Regions from separate parts of the Zea mays genome. Here region 2 is linked to region 1. A link is a contact called in public Hi-C data. All regions are on one chromosome and are shown on one strand. The core of a region is the stretch at or near the end of the contact, and the rest is flanking DNA. Distances in the headings are between cores, read along the strand shown. Region 1 holds the start of LOC100283382 (peroxidase 39). Region 2 holds the start of LOC103626319 (pentatricopeptide repeat-containing protein).

Evidence for each region. A called contact is a pair of places that touch in the nucleus more often than the background predicts.
Region 2: a Hi-C map of tassel shows a contact between it and region 1, with 2.9 times the contacts expected there. The contact joins the promoter of LOC103626319 here to the promoter of LOC100283382 in region 1. A contact is called at or near these places in 3 of 25 Hi-C or Micro-C datasets (ear, leaf and tassel).

The regions. Positions count from the first base shown.
Region 1 is chr5:49,268,341-49,271,227 of Zm-B73-REFERENCE-NAM-5.0, forward strand. It overlaps LOC100283382 (peroxidase 39), which reads left to right and starts at 1,423. Exons shown (of 4, transcript NM_001156283.2): 1 at 1,423-1,749; 2 at 1,873-2,064; 3 at 2,164-2,326. The coding sequence starts at 1,543.
Region 2 is chr5:49,404,375-49,407,419 of Zm-B73-REFERENCE-NAM-5.0, forward strand. It overlaps LOC103626319 (pentatricopeptide repeat-containing protein), which reads right to left and starts at 1,499. Exons shown (of 2, transcript NM_001364072.1): 1 at 1-1,499. The coding sequence starts at 1,456. LOC100277243 (a long non-coding RNA gene) reads left to right here and starts at 1,678. Exons shown (of 1, transcript NR_157080.1): 1 at 1,678-2,583. LOC111589450 (small nucleolar RNA snoR20a) reads left to right here and starts at 2,656; the gene lies at 2,656-2,739. It overlaps LOC111589447 (small nucleolar RNA Z107/R87), which reads left to right and starts at 2,839; the gene lies at 2,839-2,947.

The DNA.
Region 1 (2,887 bases), core at 173-2,672:
CGCTTCCTCCCTCTCGCACACTTCTTGGACTTAGGGCTGGAAACGAGCCGAGCCGAGCCAGGCTCGGCTCGGCTCGGTGAGGCTCGGTGGAATAGCGAGCCGAGCCAGGCTCGGCTCGGTCACTTAGCGAGCTCGGTAACGAGGCTCGGCTCGGCTCGATATAGGCTCGCGAGCCGGCTCGGCTCGGCTCGCGAGCCTGTACACTCAAGTACTCAACAACAGTAAATATAGTCATTAACTCAAATTTGAAGCATAATATGTTCCATATAATAAAAAAAATATATCCCGACACTCTAGTTCCTTGTGAGTTGTGACCAAAACAGCACACTTACACATTGGTCAACGAAGATACGAGTAAGAAGTAGTTTGGACCGAGCCTCGAGCCGGCTCGCGAGCCTCACCGAGCCGGCTCGGCTCGGCTCGTTAGTGTAGCGAGCCACGGAATTAGGCTCGGCTCGGACTCGTTTAGGCTCGCGAGCCTCACCGAGCCGAGCCGAGCCTGATCGAGCCCGAGCCGGCTCGCGAGCCTCGAGCTTTTTTTCCAGCCCTACTTGGACTCATGGGCGAATAGGAAGGAAAGAGGAGCTCGAAAGCCTGAAGAAACCCACCTCCTCATGATGCCCTCTTCTCCGCTGTTCTAGTACACCCTACCGGCGCACCGCGAGATTCTGCTGTCCGATCTCAATCCGTGGGTCCGTTGCGAGCATGGACATGGAAAGCCGAGACGGCTTTTCGCTCCATTTCCGTTCAACTGAAGAAGCCTAGCTACAAATGGCGTTGTGTAGTAGTAGTAGTACGTCGTACCAATGGCGTGCGGTGCCTGATTCTTTTTATTTTCCCAGACGATTGACGACGGGCGAGGGCCGGAGTACCAAGTTGGCGTACAGTACTGTCGACGAGAGTCCACGCGTACATCCACCTACGCTTGACGTATGACACATGGAGCGAACACCGCCCCTGGCGCTGCCGCTGACATGCATGCCGCCGGCAAGGCCGGCCCTTTACTCCCGTCGCGTCGTCGTCGTGCTCCATTTGCGCTGCATGCAGGTAGCAGAAGCGTGCGTGGCCGGCGGCCCAGTTGCGTACGTACATCGACCGTACCATACATACATACGATACGATCGAACTGGGCTAGCCGCTCTACCGACCATATACGCAGGTCGGCGGGTGGTTAGATTAGACCCCATTTCCCTACCGACTCGTCGGCCGTTCCGAGAGACGGAGACCGCGTCGTCCGCTCCTCAGTTCCCTACCGACTCGTCGTTCGGATATCCAACTCGCTGCGCAAAGCAGGGTAGCTAGCTAGCGACAACCGAACCCCACTACCGGACTAGCCAGTAGCCAGCGCACACGTCGACGTCGTCACCGTGCCTTGCTGGCAGGCACTGTGTATTTATAGCCCAGCACCCGGCTCGGCACAGCAAGAGCTCGAGACCGACAGGACGAGACTCGCAGCTAGCTGACACGGCCGAGAAGCAGCTTGCATTGCAGGCGTAGTACGTACCCAGCAGCAGCTAGCACTAGCAGTCCATCGGAGCGACGATGGTGAGAAGGACGGTGCTGGCGGCGCTGCTGGTGGCCGCCGCCCTCGCCGGCGGCGCGCGGGCGCAGCTCAAGGAGGGGTTCTACGACTACTCCTGCCCACAGGCGGAGAAGATCGTCAAGGACTACGTGAAGGCGCACATCCCCCACGCGCCCGACGTCGCCTCCACCCTGCTCCGCACCCACTTCCACGACTGCTTCGTCAGGGTACGTACTATAGGAGTTAGCAAACAAGGCGCTAGCCGCTAGCTGCGTGCGCGGCGACGAATGCCCGATATGCCGATGCCGACGATGACTGACCGCGCCATGCGCTCCCGCCGTTGCACGCAGGGCTGCGACGCGTCAGTGCTGCTCAACGCGACGGGCGGCAGCGAGGCGGAGAAGGACGCGGCGCCCAACCTGACGCTGCGCGGCTTCGGCTTCATCGACCGCATCAAGGCGCTGCTCGAGAAGGAGTGCCCCGGCGTGGTGTCCTGCGCCGACATCGTCGCGCTCGCCGCCCGCGACTCCGTCGGCGTCATCGTCAGTGCTCCTGATCGAGTCCCCCCCCCACCCCATGCATCTGCGCTTCCTAAGCCGGCAAAACCTATATATAAACCGGTCGAACGCGCATGCATGCAGGGCGGTCCGTTCTGGAGCGTGCCGACGGGGAGGCGCGACGGCACCGTGTCCATCAAGCAGGAGGCGCTGGACCAGATCCCCGCGCCCACCATGAACTTCACCCAACTCCTCCAGTCCTTCCAGAACAAGAGCCTCAACCTCGCCGACCTCGTCTGGCTCTCAGGTACGTACTTCCCCAAACCAAACACCTGACCCCCTCCATGATCCGTTGACGCCACACCGTTCTGAGCAGAAGAAGAAGAAGATTATCTTTTCACCTGTCAATCAATCAGCTTAATTTACATGCCAAGGAAGAACTAGACAGATATTAGGCAGTGACAGGTCTGACTAGTCCTATGATTACAAGCCACGCTTGCGAGTTTATTAAACATTCCAACGGCACCGACACCCAGTGCTGCTACTTTCGCTTTCGCTGGGTCAATCATTTGTTTGGTCAGGCTGGCATAAGCAGTACCACTGCTATGATTGTGCTAGAGGACTGGTAGCCTCGTGAGTCGTGACAAACTGTTTTATGATTTGAGAAAATAACTGGACAAACAGCAGGAGCCTAGAACGTTTTAGTAGCAGTTAGTTCGCTGTCATAGCCGGATTGGACAGACAACCTGAACATGCACAGAGCGGCCCTGCTAGGTAGAAGTACTGCTGTCTTCTCCGTTCCAAATTATAAGCTATATTCTAAAATTATAAAGTATAAGTTATATTCTAACTTTATAGGTTTTATTTT
Region 2 (3,045 bases), core at 249-2,748, 140 kb after region 1:
GTTCAATACCAGGGGGAATACCATAGTCCTTGCTCATTGAGTTGAAGTAGTTCCTTCCCTCTTCAACCATCCCAGTATGGCTACAAGCAAAAAGAACACCAATGAAACTGATGTAGTCTGGCTTGACCCCTCCTCTAACCATCTCATTGAACAGGCTGATGGCTCGCTCACCATGGCCATTCTGAGCACAACCACAAATCATGGCATTCCAAGTAATCATGTTGCGGACACTGCTCATTTTGAATACTCTGTAGGCATAGTCTACTGCACCACATTTTGCGTACAGGTCCACGAGTGCGGATTCAACAATGACATCTCCGCATCCTCTCATCCTCATAGAACGGCAGTGGATTTCTTTTCCTAGCTTCACTGCAGACAGACCAGCACAAGATCGCAGAAGAGTCCCTAAGCTATACCAGTCATCGTCCTGCTCCTGCATATGCATCTGTCGAAACAACGAGAGAACCTTCTCATGCTTCCCAGTTTGACAATACCCCCCAAGCAGGGCACACCATGAAACTGCATTCGGAGCCTTCATCCTGTCGAATACCTTGCGTGCATCCACCATCATACCACACTTGGCATACATGTCAAGTGTGCTGCTCTCCACGATGACGTTCCCACACAGGCCACGTGTCACAACCTGCGCGTGTGCCTCCCTACCCTGCCTCGCTCTCTTCATGTTCCCAAGCGCCGACATCATAGAGCCAAATGTGCAGCCGTCCGGCCAAACCCCATCTGTCCTGAGCATAGCCTGAAACCACCGCAGGGCCTCGTCGAACCAGTCGTTCCGCACGAATGCTGATATCAACGACGTGTAGCATATCCCATCCGGTGCGCGCATTTCCTCGAACGCCTTCCGCGCGTCGCCCGGCGCACCCGAGTGGCCGTACATGTCCACGAGCGCGCTCAGCACGACGCCATCGTCGCCGTACCCTCGCACAACGGTGGTCCCGTGCACGCAGGCTCCCGCGCGGAGGTCGTGCAGCACGGCGCACGCCTTGGCGGAGGCGGAAAGCGCGTGCGCGCTGGGGGCGACGTCGTCGTCAGCGCCGTAGCCGCCGGAGGCCATGGTCCTGAGCTGGAGGAGCGCGCGGCGCGGGAGACCCGCACGGAGGAATGCAGCGAGGACGGAGGAGTGCGCGACGACGTCGCGGCGGGGCAGGTCGTCGAACGCCCTGAGCGCGTGAGGCAGGTGGTCCGGGAGGCGGACGTAGAACGCGAGCAGCGCGTTAGCAAGGTAGCGGTCCGCGAGGAGGCCCGCACGCGCTGCGCGGGCGTGGAGGCTGTAGCCGAGGCGCGGGGGCAGCGGGCGGTGTAGGAGGACCGCGGCGAGCGGGAGCGGCGAGGAGGAAGCAGAGCCGGCGGCGAGGCGCGCGGCGGCGGGAAGGTCGCGGGACTCCAGGAGGCGGAGGACAGCACCCACGTCGTGTGGCACGGCTGGGGGCGGCGGCATCGTGTTTTGATGACGGGAGCACAGCGCGCCGGCGGCGAGGAGTCACCGCGGCCAAAAATTGCGGTTCCATCTATTCTACCTGGCGAAGCCCAAGCAGTGCAAACAGCCCACAAAAGCCCAAGCAGCGCAAAGAGGCCCATACAAATCTAGGTTTTCTTCTGTCGCAGAGCAAGAGGATATAAATAATCACCTGACGCCTGCCTCTTCCTACATAGGGTTCCGACTACTGCCGCCGACGGCGTCGATGCATCTACATATGAGTACTCTCGCCGCCTCTTTTTTTTAACTTGGATCACCTATTTTTGATTTGAACATTCAAGCTTCGTCGTGTATCAAGATTGTTTCTTTTATTTTATGTGTGGAATGGTTGATTTTTGCGATAGGAGCGGTGATGAGCAATCTTTGTGGACTAGAGTTTCTGATACTACGAAGGTAGTATTTGACGACCAAACCCTTGGCTGTCTGAGCTCCCAATTCACAGTCTTAGCCTTTTTTGCTGTTCATATATGTACTAGACTAGTGGTCTTTATTTCCTGTTATAATGCTATGGTATAGTGAGATTTTGAGCAATGATGAACAACTGTGTTTTGGACTAGAGTTTCTGATGCTACTACTTCGTTGGTGGTAGTTGAAGACCAAACCCTTGGCTGTCTGAACTCATCTCACAAACCATCATTATGCTTGTTGGTTCTTCGTAGTTATTAAAAATATATTTTGTTGCATGCGTCCATTACCAATTCCGGAGGATGATTTTGTTCCCTCACGGTATAATGGCTCGGGCGCAACATGCTATTCTCTTGATGTGCGGTCATATCCTTATTGGTTGCGTTCTTATGCCAATCCGGCCCTGGAAAGCTCGCATATAGTATTGACATGTTAAATATTCTACATTTTCCCCCATTTGTTTCAGGATCTAAATGATGTGAAACTTTGAAAGGGAAAGCGTCCAATCTGTTCGATTGTGATGTACCATGACAGTTCTTTCATATTGAATAGGAAGATCTGATAGATTCTTGAAACTTGTTTTTGATTCTTTCCTCTGTTTAGAGATGTGGATGATGACAACACAATTAAAATACAGTTATCCCTGTCTGATTCCTTCAAAAAGGGTGCTGAGAACATTTTTCTGACACATTTCTTTATTTTATTTTCAATAGTTGGTAGAAAAAATAGCTGTTTTACTATTATCGTTGATCTTGGCCTTTGATGACATGATGGTTACAGACGAGGCAAAATTTTGTCTAATCTGTTGATATTTATCATGAACTAGGACGGTCTGAGGCCATTTGGTGACATATGGGTCTTTACCGCAATTGGTGTTCAGATATTAACATTCCCAATCATTAATTATTTTTAAATGTTTGTGTATATATATAAATAAATGTGGCTGTGACGACTTGGAAATATTCAAGCTCAACAGACCAAATCACATGTCTATCTCTATAGAAGAGATTGATCTGTATGCCGACTATCCATTTGAACCGAGCCATACGATTTGTCTTGTTGTCCTCAGCCATTTACAATTTAATTCTTTTTGTCTTTAATGTACAATTTCTGGGTTGTGTTGTAATGATGTGTCAAGAGCTCCC